Regions from separate parts of the Anas platyrhynchos genome. Here region 2 is linked to region 1. Evidence: chromatin contacts called from public Hi-C data. All regions are on one chromosome and are shown on one strand. The core of a region is the stretch at or near the end of the contact, and the rest is flanking DNA. Distances in the headings are between cores, read along the strand shown. Region 1 overlaps LOC140002364. Region 2 overlaps EIF2AK3 (eukaryotic translation initiation factor 2 alpha kinase 3).

Region 1 (6,585 bases), core at 2,275-4,774:
CCCCAATGCCACACTCACATCCCACTACCTACTACCTGCACAGCCTGGCCTAAGAGGGTGTTTGGGGCACACGTTGCACCTCCAAAGGGAGAATTTCCCTTTCCACCCAGGAGATGGCACTAAGGCACTCACGCAAAAAGCATCACCACAGCCCTAGTGGAAACTTATTTTTCTCTGAAGTTAGGCATGCACTGGGGAGAAAACCTGCAAACTGCACTCTCTGGGTTGTGCAGCCTGTGATGGGATCAACAAAGCGTCCTAAGAGGGAACACTTCCCATACAAACACCTCATCCCTTTTTGAATCCCACACAGCTCACGGCTGGTGTCATCTAGTGCTGTGAGGCCAGGCAGTTAATTCACGGCTGTGCAAAAAAGGATTGAAAATGGACGGTGCTGAGGTAATTCCAGCATTCACTAGAGCTGCTCACCTCTTTTCAGCCCCAGCACTCTTCCATTTTAAGCCTGTGTCACTCACATGAAGTGGCTCCATCCGCAGGGCTCACAGAAGCATCACTGGGGCACCAGAGAGAGAGGGAAGTGGTCCCTGTGGCTGTTCCCTTTTGTGATTTGAATATATTTGCATGCAGCCTGATTGTCACCATCACAAAACAGCCGTGACCTCCCAGAGTGGTGCGAGGGTTCTCTGGAGCCACGCTTTGCACTGCGCTGACTGCTGCCTACCCACTTGTGTGCTGGAGCTGGCTCGGAGCCATCTGTTTCCATAGCAGGGAGTGGGAGAAAAATAAATAAATCATCAAGAGGAACAGCTGCCAACATCAGATGGGACAATATTGGGAAAGGGTGATAAGAAACAAAGGTAGGAAAGGAAATAAATGTGGTTCTGGGTAGACAAATAGGCAGGATCCTTCATGGCCAGAGCAGCAGTTCTGTATTTCTCTCCCAAGGAGTGATTTGGCCTGCCTCAGATCCCCAGCTCCCAGGAGAGGAGGAACAACCTGCGGAGGGAAGGTGCCATGCACCAGAAGACCCAGAAGAAGACATTTCAGGGTGCCCTGGTGCAGGCTGGTGCCCGCTGGGTCTCACCTTTGCTGCAGACAAGCACACCATTAAGGCCAACGACAGCAAATCCAGCATCCCTCTGCCTGATGGAACATCTCTGTTAGTGCTTGGATGGCTGTACCGTAAGCATAGCTTCTGTCTCGGCCATTTGTTTCCACCGTGGTCACCCATGCTGATCAGCAATTAGCAGCATATTTGTTCCTCATGAAGATGACTTGAAATTACCTTATATAAATCATTCGTCGCAACGCAGCCCCTCAGCCTACCAGCACTGCAGTGAAGCAATGTCAGCGTGTCTGAGGACTCCAGCCTGGGGAGGCAGGAGGACAACATTTCTTTCAGAAGAGAAACAAATCAGTGAGATTGTGGGATTCATTTTAACCGGTGCAAAAGCACACAGCTCACTAAGAACATCTCTATTTGTGGGGTCCCATTCCCCAGGAAAACTGGACAACTGTCTCCTCTGCAGCTTGATGTAGGCAAATATTATTTCTCCCTCTTTTAAAGTTGAAGGCAGTTTCATTGCTTCTGCTCTCCAAATTCCACCCACCATACACAGCTGCAGTGGAAAGCCCTTTGATCCCCAGCACTGCACTGATGGGGTCAGGAACATCCCCAAAGCTTCTCCTCTTGCAGCCATGCACATGGCTTTCCTAGGGTCCTGTGGCAACTTAATGGCAAAATTTGTCACCAGGGAGTGGTGATGGGGTGAAAAACCTGTGGAGTGTAAGGAAAATGTGATTCCTTATGCTGATAAGGTGATGTAAGGTATCCAGGAGAGGTGATTCCCTATGCTGATAAACCCCTTGGGGCAGGGAGCAGAGTGCTGCTGTGTCTGCATAGTCCATCACCATCAGCTCCTGGCTCAGGTGTGATTAATATTGCTGCAAGAGAGATTTTTGGCTGGCATTATTGCTCTCTTCGGATATTTTGGCAGTATCCATTAGGAATAACTTGCTTATCCCCGAGCACCATAGGGCTGTCTCATTAAAAGCAGCACATTTTAGGAACAGAGGAGGGAAGTCTCTACACCACCCACTGCAGGCTAATTTTGGTGCCAGTTCAGAGGACCCCAAGGCAGAGCACCAAGGTGACGATGTTGGACAGGATCGGTCCTGTCCAGGGCCACCAGCCCTTCCCTGCAGCCTCCATGGGATCCGCAGCTCTGCAATGCCACCTTCAGGCTGGCAGCAGCCTTGCTCCGTGCAGAAATCCTAGAAATCTCCTTAAACCCCCCAAAACACACAGTAAAATCAACGCTGGCTGCCCTGGATAACACACGCAAGACTTTTAAGACCATATTAACACAGCGATTTTAAAATAACTTCGTGCTATAAGACAAAGTTTACTGGAAATTTTTATTTAGAGTATATGAATTGAAACTGAGTGGCTTTAGCTCTGTAACTTGCATCGTCCAAAAAATCCTTTTTTTTTTTTTCTGACAACAATAAAAGCTCAGGTTTCTTGTGAGATTTCAGTGAAAATATATGTGTAAAAAAAAATTCTGCTGAACACTTAAAAAGTATTCAGTAATGGGGGTTTTGGAAGAGAGGTTTCCAGGCTTCCAGGGTCTCCGGTGGGCAATATCACACAGTTTAGAGAGCCAAGGAGCTGCAATCACAAAATAACATAGGTAACACATCCTAAAATCATTCAGAAACTCACAAAATAATGTAGGTGTCCTGGTCCAGCCTGCTGAGAGCAGGGCCAGCTAGATGAGGCCCTGTCTGATCATCTCCAGTGTCTGACCACCCTTGTGTAAAAAACAATCCCCTAACAAGATCCTATAAAGGAGACTGGTTGGAAAATCACTTTTTAGGAGAAAATGCTGCTATTCAGAAGAACATTCCAGCAATAAATCACTTACTATTTTGTCTCAGGCTTCACATCTGTTGATGGTTTTTCCCACTGCCTCAGCCCCTGAAATCCCATAATACTCACAGCTTTCCCTGCAAACATGCTAATCCTGGCACTCACCATGGCTCACGGGGCCGTGTCCAGTGCAACTCCAGTCTGGGAGGACAGCCTGGGGGGCTTCAAGGCAGAGCTCAGCCCCGTGGTGGGCTCTTGAGCCGCCCGGTTCAGCCTATGCAAGAAAATGCTGTAGTTGTCCTTGTACTCGGACACCCAGTGGTTCCTGCAGAGATGGAGAAAGGGTGAGAAGTGAATCTCCATCCTTTACCTTGTGCACCCAGACAGGGTCCTTTCTCCCTTTCTGCTTGGCCACCCAGCCTTGAAACCGTTTGGAGCACTCAAAATCATGTGCTGATGGCACGGGGAGAAGAAAAGCCTATGTCCATCGGGACCGGCTGTTGCTGGGACCAGTCACCCACCTCGATCAACCATTGCACCAGCTCGGGCTCCAGCCCACACCTAACACCAGGATCGTAGATCAAAATCGAGGCTTCAACGCAAAGCTGAAACATGTGTGTGCTAGGGGGAGGCGGGGGGATGAGGCAGCGGGGAGGAATTGCCGTTCTGGTGAGAAATGAGAGCTCAGGAGCAGTTTCTGCCTGTTTGTTCATAGTGCGCGGATGAGTCACGTCGCAAACAGCTCCTGCCCTGTCTGATTTGAGAGCGCCCTTTCCCAGGGGAAGCCCAGGTGCTGAAATGTTGATTTGTGCCTCCCTGCCCCTGTCCCACAGGGGTCTCGGCTCCTTCTTCCCAAGGGGACGTGTCTGAGGTTGGCCCTGGAGGAGTTTCCCAGCTTGTGCCTACAAAACCTTTCAAGAAAAAGCTGAGCCTTGGGGAAGGCTTTGGCCCTGAGGGAATTAATTTGAACCCATTGCATAATGTGGACACAGAGAAATGCACTTGAGAAACACCTTCCAACCCCAGCCGGCTCCAGAACCTCCCTTCTCTACTCTAACCCTGTCCCCCAGTCCCCCCTGATCACCCACTGCCCCCGCTCAGCTGTCCCTTACTGCTGGAAGTGCCCATCTTCAGGGAAAATGTGCGAAATATTCTTATTTGCTTTGCAACATCCATCGTGGGCTGCAGGCCAACGCTGGAAGTCTGTGGTGTAGGTACTTCTCCGGTCAAGGTCAAAGCACTCTAGTGAAAGAGAATCCGAATCATTGAAACGTTTTGGGGTCTCTATCTCCTGTACCCTGCAGCCTGTTTCCCCTCCTCCTTGGCTTCATCGTCACTTCATGCTCTTGGTGCTCCCACTGGGGCTCCCAGGACTGATGAGGAACAAGGGTTAGCCAAGGAGAAACACAAGAATTGCCTCCCTGCAGAGCCAAGGGCCCATGAGATTATTGAGCCCTCATTTCCTATGGCCTCTTGAGCATGATGGAGAGCATGCAAGGCAGATCTAGAAGTGATATCCTGCTTTCTTCTGGACACTGACCGGTCAGTAGCTATGTATTTTCTCCTAGCGTCTAGCTTTTCTTCTTTTATCATGCCAGAGCAAGGCACCCCTGCTTTATTTAATCAGGAGTAAACCAAGGAAGAGGTCTGCTTAACCTCTGCAGAGTAAATAAATAAAGGCACAGCCCCTCTTGTGCTGCATTACCACAAGAGGATGCACGGGCACTGATTTTAGGCTGAACTCTGGGCAGTCGCACAAGACTCCGTTCCCTCACTCGTGTTTGTGTCCGTGGTTGTGTGTGTGGAACTACATGTGCGAGTGACCCCAAATAAAGCAGGTTTGTGGAAATCCTGTACTCCCAGGCCACCATTAGTGCAAAAACCACAGGAATTTGGAAAAGGGGCAGTTCAGCTCCTTGCCAGGGTGCTGCAGGCAAAGGGAATGTAGGCAGGCAGGGTGGCCCCCAAATGAGGACCAGCACATCTGCTCTGCTCTCACCCCCCAAAATCCATGCAGGAGCTGATTTGAAAGGTGTCATCTCCTGTCTGGGGTATGCATCCTTCTGACCCAGCAGATCTGCCTGCAGAAAATCCGCTGCCCACCTCTCACAGCGAAGCAGGGAGGATGCACAAAGAGCTACTGACCCCAGACATTTCTGGTGTGGCCCATATGGAAAGGGGGATGAGAGAGGTGGTATTTCCAGCGCCCCAGCCTTTTCTGGAAGAAAATTGTTTTTCCTTGCCCTGCCTCTCCCCACCAACAGGTGGATGGTTATGGGGACTCTGCAGGCGCTTCCCGTTTTATTCACCTTCCCTTCACCTTCCTCAGCCTCTTCCTGCATGAAATTAAAAGAGCCCAAAGCCAGGCTGGAGGCCACAAGTCACCCACAAGGAGCAGCTGCCCCAACTGACCTTCCGCCAAAACAGAGGAGCCCAGGAACATGTTCTTGTTCTGCTGAGCCTCCTCTTGCTTTGCCCGGCCCGTCTCCAGCATGAAGTGCTGGTAGGTGCCCCAGGTCGGATCCAGCTTCTGCCTGTGCAGCAACATCCCTGAGAGATGGGAGAAGACAGTGAATTAGATGGAAGCAGCATCAATTACCCAAACCTACCCTTGGGTGGGAGCAGGCAAACAAACAGCTGAGGCAAGTTGGAGCCTCAGCTGGCATAAATCAGGGGAGACTCATTCTCTTCAGCAGGGCTTTGCTGTGTTGCATCAATTTGGAATTGATCTGGTTCACGAAGCCAGTGGGAGAAAAGATTTATGGTGATGTGAAGCGAGTGGAAGGAGCCATGCTGTCTCCACTGTGCTCCAGAGTGCTAAAAGGAGCTGAGACCCTTTGCAGAAGGTCAGGGCACGAAAGGGAAGGACTTTGCAGGGAATACTGCACCACTGGGCTGATCCAGAGAGATTCCACGGTGGGAGAGGTGAGCTCAAGGAGCAGCGAGGACTTCCTTGATCCTGTTTGGTGCTGGAGCATCACCGACCAGTGCTGCCCTAGGAGCTCAGAGGAAATCTCTGCTGCTTTGGGAAGGTTGCACAGGGATGGTGGCCACTGATTTTGTTTTTCTGATGTCTTAGCACTGACTTCCATCAGTATTTTAAGCCACACAAGCAAGCCATGAACTGGGGTGCCAAGGTCTGGCTATCATCAGTCCCTTTGCTGTGTTTGCTGCCAGATAGGTATACCTGGAGCAGAACCTGAACCCTGCTCATCATGAAGTCCTTTTGCCTCACCAAATCCTTTTGCTCACCACCTGCATCGCGGGGTTTACTGCACCTCCCTCCTTCCCAAAGGAGAGAAAAGACAAAACCCCTAAAGACTTTGCTGTGCTGATGCCCTGGTACCCCGCTAACCCAACCCTGCTTCCTCGGGAGCCTGCAACCCTCACGGCCAGCCAGCTCAGCCCAGGGGCAGGGGGAACTGAGCTGGCAAAGCAGCAGGCAGACAGCCCCTCGGGTGGCTGGATCCGGCCGGTCAGCTGCTCGCCAGAGCTGGCGCCAGCCGAGCGGGGATTACCTGCTGCTCCGGGGGCGCGAGCAGCAGCCAGAAGGCGCTGGGAAGAAGGCAGCTCGTTTTCCAGCTCACTGAGAGCCCGCGGCCTCTCCAATCTCTCCGCCTGGGTTGCTGTCAGCTCGGCGGCAGGGCAGGGCCTCGGGAGGTAGGTTTCTGCAAGGGGAAGGGCTGAACCCAAGCGCATTCGCTGCTCTTCTTCGGCCTGCTGAAATGGTGGGGGGCTGGAGGCGCTGCCTT
Region 2 (6,585 bases), core at 2,291-4,790, 39 kb before region 1:
CTGCCAGGCTCCATCCCTGGCCAGCCCAGCAGGGCTGCCTTGTGCTCAGGGGGAGCTCCTGGGCTCCAGGCTGTGCCCAGCGCCTCTCAGCCTGGCCCCTGCTCCCTGCAGCCTCCCCTCGGGGGTTTAGGGACACAGATGGGACCCCCTGAGCTTCCCTTCTCCAGGCTCTCCCAGTCTCTTCTCACAGGAGAATCCTGCCAAGATAGCTGGCTACTTAGCAGTGACCTCAGAATCGGTGTTTCAAAAGCTGAGTTTAATGTCTGTGTAATAATTTGGGATTGTAGTGCTCCAGGAAGTAAACTGATTGTTCGTTACTGCAGTCAAAGGGTGTCTTACAGCAAGACTTCTTGTACCTGGCACAGGTCGGTGGCAGTGCTTTTATGGCATTTTTAAGTCAGGAACTGTATGCAGGTTCACTCACTGCTCAGTGGTGTGGCTCAGAAACAAAACAGAAAAAGCTATTTTGAATTTTTTTCTGCCTTTTGAAATGAAACAATGCTGCTATTGTTCTTTCTGAACAGCAGCAGCGTTACCCCTGGTTAGGGACAATAAAAGTCAAATATTGCTGCTCCAGGATTGAAATGCAGGCTGGTCTGGAGTCAGATTCTGAGTCAGCGCTGGCTGTTACAGCAGCCTTCTGAAGGATTCACAACCTTTGAATGTCTGATAACACCCAGCCTGGTAAGACTGGAAGGCAGCGGTGGTTGTTACCCCTGATGTTGCAGATAACTCAAGTCAGGAATAACTTTTTGTGCCTGTTTCATTTTGCTTCTGATCCTGTGTTAGTACCTAATCTTGCTGGAGCTTTTAGCACTGGAAGTGTCAGCATTTGTTACCAGATGCCAGAATTTGATTAGAGAGCCTGGATGAAGTTAGTCTTATTCCTGTAAGCTGCGAGAAATGGAGTCCTTTGCTTTTGCTGAATGGTGGAGAGGCAGCTCCTGTTCCCCTGCACTTGTTTGAGGAGGCATCGATACAGTGGAGTGAGTTCTGAAACAATTACAGGAGCTGTTCCTGTAGCTCCTCAGGTGGTAGTCATCTGACATCACTAGAAACAAAGGATAAGATGCCATCTCAGACAAGGTGGTAACAGGGGATTCAAGTGAGGTAACACAAAAGTAAGTCAAAGTTGGAGAAACTCCTAAAACTCATGAACCTATTTGAGTATTTTCTTTCCGCATCAGCATTAAGCAGTTACCTTAAGCCAATTATCTAAGAAATCTTTAGTGTTGAAGAAAGTGACCAAAGAAGTAATTTAATCCCTGTATTAATGTGTTGCTAGACATGTTAATCAGTAACATTTCTTAACAATACTTGCAGTTGGAACACTGCAGACTCTTTGAGAACACTGTTCAGTAAAGCTTACCTAGGTCATTGTAAAGCTGTTTCTCCATTAATTGCTGTGTAGAGTTCTGTTGGGACATCTGAAAAGTTCAATGGAGGCATAAAAAACTTGAAAAGACTCCTTGAGCAAACAACTTCGGTGCTTCAGAAAACCTGCCCTGCGTGTCTGACGTTATCCTTGGATCCTGGAAGTCCAGTTGGGTGTTCGTTGTTCACTTGGTCAAAACAGCAGCCACATTTATCACTGTCTGAAGTTCTCAGAAGCTTCTTGAGACACTTGTAATTTGTCCAAGAGATTGGTTGTGCAACCCCAGCTTTGTGTCAGTGCTAATGCAGGAATAATCTGCACAGCTGTTTTGCTTCTGCTAATAGTTAGCTCTGTGTAGCAGAGACCTGGAAAATACTTTAAATATTTACAGTGTACGTTAAGTAGGCTCCTACTACTGAGAGAGATCGTTGTGACAAGATGGCAGTTCAGGCAGGCAAGTGGATAAATCACAATTCCAGTTCTTTTGAAGAAAACAGAGTACAGAAACAGAAGTCTGTCTGTCCAGTGAATGTATTGCTACTCCCAGATTAAGCTCTTGGCCATGCTTTAACAGCTCAAAATCAACAGTGGGTCCTGTCAAATAGGGTATCACAGAACTGACAGAATAGTCTTAGGCGTGTTTTGCAGCATTAATTGAATGAAAGTCTTCCAGATGTAGCTTATTCGCATTTGTGAAAAAAGGTGGGAGTTCTTGCTCTGACTGCAGAATCTGAAAAGAAATTTCTTTGTAGAGGTGGCAAGATAACTAGAGAGTGGCTGTATTCTTCTCACTGAATGCAAAATTGTGTGTATTTCCCTTAAATGTCCTCTTTCAGAATGTGGTCTCTTTTTGCTGGCAGTTTCCAATAACAGCCCATTCGCCTTAATTTGTAGAAACTATATGCCTGGCCATTCAGAGATCTGTTTTCAGCCAGGGAAGCATACGATTATGCTTACAGGGCGGCAGCTTTTGTGCACTAAAGGAGCTGTGACTCCAAAGGACAGGACACTGATCGCTGGAAAACACAGCAGGAGATAAGACCTGGCTCAGATGGCAGTTCTAGAGGCAGGATGTGGGTACCGTGGAAATAACATGTTGCATCTAACTGCTTGCTTATCACCAAGCTCTCTGGGTGTTTCAGTGGCTTGGAGAAACAAGAAGCCTTTTCTTCTGTCTTCTTCCTTGCACGGAGTGGGTTTGTTTTTAACTGAGGAATTCGGATGGACTTTGAAACAGGTCAGCTTTGTAGTCCTCTAGTCAGGCAGAGAAATATTGCCCTGTGTCTGCCTTCCTTCTCCTGTTCCAGGAGTTATGCCAACAAAGCTTGGAGCAGGCTCTCCCAGCCTTGAAGGTGCAGGAGCAGTGAGAGGAGCCTGCCCAGCACCACCTGCTGCTTTTTCCACACGTAGCTTTCCCTGTCCATAACCCTGAAGTGCTGCTGCTTCCCCCTGGCAGGAGCAGTCTGTTATTTTCCCAGAATCGTGTCTGTCTCTATCTGTGAGCCAGGTGGAGCAGTCAGCTTTCAAAGAAGTAATTGCTCATTTGGTGTGTGTTGTGTCATCATTTTACTCTGGGGGCGGTGAGGCACTGAACAGGCTGCTCAGAGGAGCTGTGGCTGCCCCATCCCTGGAGGTGCTCAAGGCCAGGCTGGATGGGGCTTTGGGCAGCCTGGTCTGGTGGGAGGTGTCCCTGCCCATGGCAGGGAGCTGGAACTGGATGGGCTTTAAGGTCCCTTCCAACCCAAACCATTCAATGATCCTATGATCAGCCAGAATGCAAAGCTCTGGAAGAGACGCTCTGAGATGGGTACCATTAGCAAGTGAGGCACCCCTGTTTGTTGTTTTTTTTTTCCAGTTCTGATTTCTTTTATCAGTAGGTTAAAAGCAAAACAAGGCAAATTGTTGCTGTTGTTGCTCTTGTGAAGTACTTAAGCTTCAAATAATGAATTAATTCTGTTACACAAATGGTTATTCGCGCAGTTAAGTTAAGCAGTACCAGCTGAAAAGCACACCTTGTTCCCAGACTTCCAGCCTATCTGTAAGATGATAACCAGCATGTAACACATCATCTTAATACTGAAAATGAGTTCAGCACTTGGAGATAGGAATAAAAAAATAAGTCAGAACTCTAGCACATGATGTGAACTTGCCATGTGTTTGGAAAGTTGGATAACTTATCGGTGCTGCTCCCCACAGCTGTTGACTTTTCTGCATCTTACTCATTAGATCTGTAGTCCCTCTACTGGAAGACAAGAAATGAGCAGCCTGGGTTTCCAGAAGGGAGCCTGGTTAATGCAGGGGTAATCTCTTTTCCTGCATGGCTGAGATTCTTAGCTGGTTCTGCTCCTGTGATGTTTAAGGGGCATTTTAGCCTTGACAGCATGAATTATATGAATACCTACCAAGTGTTTGTTGTACCTAGCAGAAAACATTCTTGTTTATAACTTATTTTCTTTTCTCCCGTTTGTTTTCTCAGCCTTCCAATATATTTTTCACAATGGACGACGTAGTAAAGGTTGGGGATTTCGGACTGGTAACTGCAATGGATCAAGATGAGGAGGAGGAGTCGGTACTCACCCCCATGCCAGCTTATGCCCGGCACACAGGACAAGTAGGGACCAAACTCTACATGAGCCCAGAACAGGTTTGTGCTCTCTACTCTGAAGCTATTTCCAGCACCACCTGGGAGACACCTGAATTTGGGAGTTCAAAGATCAGGCAGTCCTTCTAGAAAGTTGTTGCTATTGAGATATTTACATTATTTCTCATCAAAGTAGAGCTTTGAGCTAAACTGAATTTCAAAATTAGTACTTTTAACATACGTATATATAAAGCCATATGTAATAAGACATACATATATGTAATTTTTATATATAATAGTAAAAATATACATAATAGTAAAGAAGTGGCTGATTTCTACTTGATGGATTGATTTGTGTTGCTCTTAACATATTAAGAAGATAACTGTGTAATATTCAAGTTAGTTAACGATGCACTATTGTACATGATGTTTAAGTTGAAACATTTTGGCTTGCAGATGGGTCTGATGATCAGGAGCTTGCTCAGCCATACTCATTTGATAGTTTCATGTGCCCAGAGGCTGTTACAGTACCTGTCCTGTCTTCAGCTCTGCTGAGTTAGTCACTTCCCTGTGTTGAAAGGGGCTGATTACCTTGTACGTAATTCCATACAGTGATTAGATTGACTGACCTGACCTTAATTCTGAATTTCCAGATCTGTGGGAACACCTATTCGCACAAGGTGGATATCTTTTCTTTGGGACTGATTCTCTTCGAGCTGCTTTACCCTTTCAGCACACAGATGGAGAGAGTCAAGGTACGTATGGTACCGCACCACGGATTATCTTCAGTTTGGTCATTTCTTTAAAAGAGCTGTTTGCTCTGTGGAACACTTGCAAGCTGTTCTTCACAGCTTTGAGACAGTGTTGGAACTAGGAACACAATATCTTTATCAGCCTTATACATACCCCCTGAATCACTGGAAATGAATTGCAGTTTTCCTCATCTGTGCAGTGAGATTGAGGCTGTCACTTTTTTTACAAAGCTCCTCTGTTATCTCAAGTAAGAGAAACTACTGAATTAGGATATTCAAGATCTCAGATGGCAAAGGTTGTAACTTCAAACCTACCAGCTCATTTTTTGTTCAAGAATTGGAGTCATGCTCTGTGTTTTTATGACTTCTTTTTGCATCTCCAGAGCTTTTTTACCCAAGACATTGAATATTTATTCCTTTTCTGATACTGTCTTTGCGGTAAGTCTAGCTCATTGCTCATCTTAAAGCAGTCGATAACAGATGACTTATTGGATTAAATATGAATTTGGAAGGTTTCACTTCCTTGCTGTTAAAATGCATGTGAAGAAGATTGCCCTAACTTGCCTCGATTTCCAATTTTTGATTAAAAAGAACCTCCAGCCATTTCTTGTCAGCCCTGGAGATTACAGTCCCAGAGATTAGCTTCTTTAATAGTTGCTTCCAAGTTGTTACACTGAAAGTTTTCCTCGGCATCAGCCAAGTTTTACTGCTGTTAGCTGAAGCGAAGAATGCTCTGCCTGCCCAGGGAGCACAGCAAATCCTTGCAGTCTGGGACAAAGGGCTGAAAAACCCCCAGAGGAGGAATGCGAGACCTGCCTCTGTCTCAGACTGTCAGCAGTTAAGTCTCTGGCAGTGCAGTTTATTTCCAGATTAGATGTTGAGAACAGATCACTAAATGCAGAGTGACTTGGTAAAGGAAAGAAGCATTTTGAAATAGCTTGCCATAAAACTCATTTCTCTTGAACAGGAGTTTGACTGTTGACCATCACTATTAACTGATCAGTTTGTACTTTCAGTGAGTAATAGTGGATTTAATTTAACGTCAGAGTTCATATATTTTATGCTCAAAATTGTGCAAAAGGAGATCTTCATTAAAATAAGAGCTAAATACTGCCCTTCTGCACTAACAAGATGCTGAAGTAGGTCATGGGTTTCTGGAAATCACAATTTCAATTCATGAGGCAGCCAGGCTGCAGATATTTTGTGGCTCAGTGTGGAGAAAATCCTGTCACTAGATGGAGCCAACGTGCTGCCTAAACAAGAAAGACTGACTGACGGGGATTAGCTACATTGCAAGGACACAGAAATACGCAACTTCTTTCAAAATTGCTGATAAATGTTGGTCCGTAAATATTAAGGAAACACTGTGCTTACATTATTAAGGCAGAGCCAGTCACTTTGTGGGTCTTAATACTGGTGTAGGTGATCTTGGGGGTTACAGATGCTGCAGAGTACTTTACTGAGCCAGAACAGAAAGTACAAATGTGTTTGGATGATTTACAGCTGCAGAGATCACAATTCTTGTAACATGCCAATTTATGTAATGTGATTTCAGGTTCAGGCTGTAAGCAGCAACTTGCCTGGTTAAGTGAGATTTAACCACTAAAGCAAGATAAAGTTTTTCTCCATCAGGCTGATTTGTTTTCAGAAGTGGCATATTTTTCAACAATAATAACTATGTTGAAGAATGATATTTTGGAAAATTAACATTTTTCTTATCATTTTTGCAGACCCTGAGTGATGTTAGAAACTTGAACTTTCCACCGCTGTTCATTCAGAAGTATGCACAAGAAGTAAGTATGTCTCATGCTAGTAATTGTAGCTTTTTTCTTTGCTTTCCAACTGTTTTGCAAGTAAAAATAGAAGGGGAAAAAACA

The links. A called contact is a pair of places that touch in the nucleus more often than the background predicts.
Region 2: a contact with region 1 is called in a Hi-C map of subcutaneous adipose tissue, with 2.6 times the contacts expected there. The contact joins two enhancer-like sites. A contact is called at or near these places in 2 of 8 Hi-C or Micro-C datasets (skeletal muscle and subcutaneous adipose tissue).

What each region holds. Positions count from the first base shown.
Region 1 is chr4:74,168,195-74,174,779 of IASCAAS_PekinDuck_T2T, reverse strand. It overlaps LOC140002364, which reads right to left. Exons shown (of 7, transcript XM_072036790.1): 3 at 6,352-6,585; 4 at 5,246-5,383; 5 at 3,946-4,075; 6 at 2,999-3,158; 7 at 2,236-2,632. The coding sequence ends at 3,005. Among named protein-coding and RNA genes, the nearest start is that of FOXI3, 26 kb to the right of the region's middle. Within about 2 kb of position 3,524, at least 1 of the 8 cell types and tissues checked has an H3K27ac peak or open chromatin away from gene starts, as enhancers often do.
Region 2 is chr4:74,206,891-74,213,475 of IASCAAS_PekinDuck_T2T, reverse strand. It overlaps EIF2AK3 (eukaryotic translation initiation factor 2 alpha kinase 3), which reads left to right. Exons shown (of 17, transcript XM_027455765.3): 14 at 3,852-4,019; 15 at 4,610-4,711; 16 at 6,439-6,501. Among named protein-coding and RNA genes, the nearest start is that of EIF2AK3, 35 kb to the left of the region's middle. Within about 2 kb of position 3,540, at least 3 of the 8 cell types and tissues checked have an H3K27ac peak or open chromatin away from gene starts, as enhancers often do.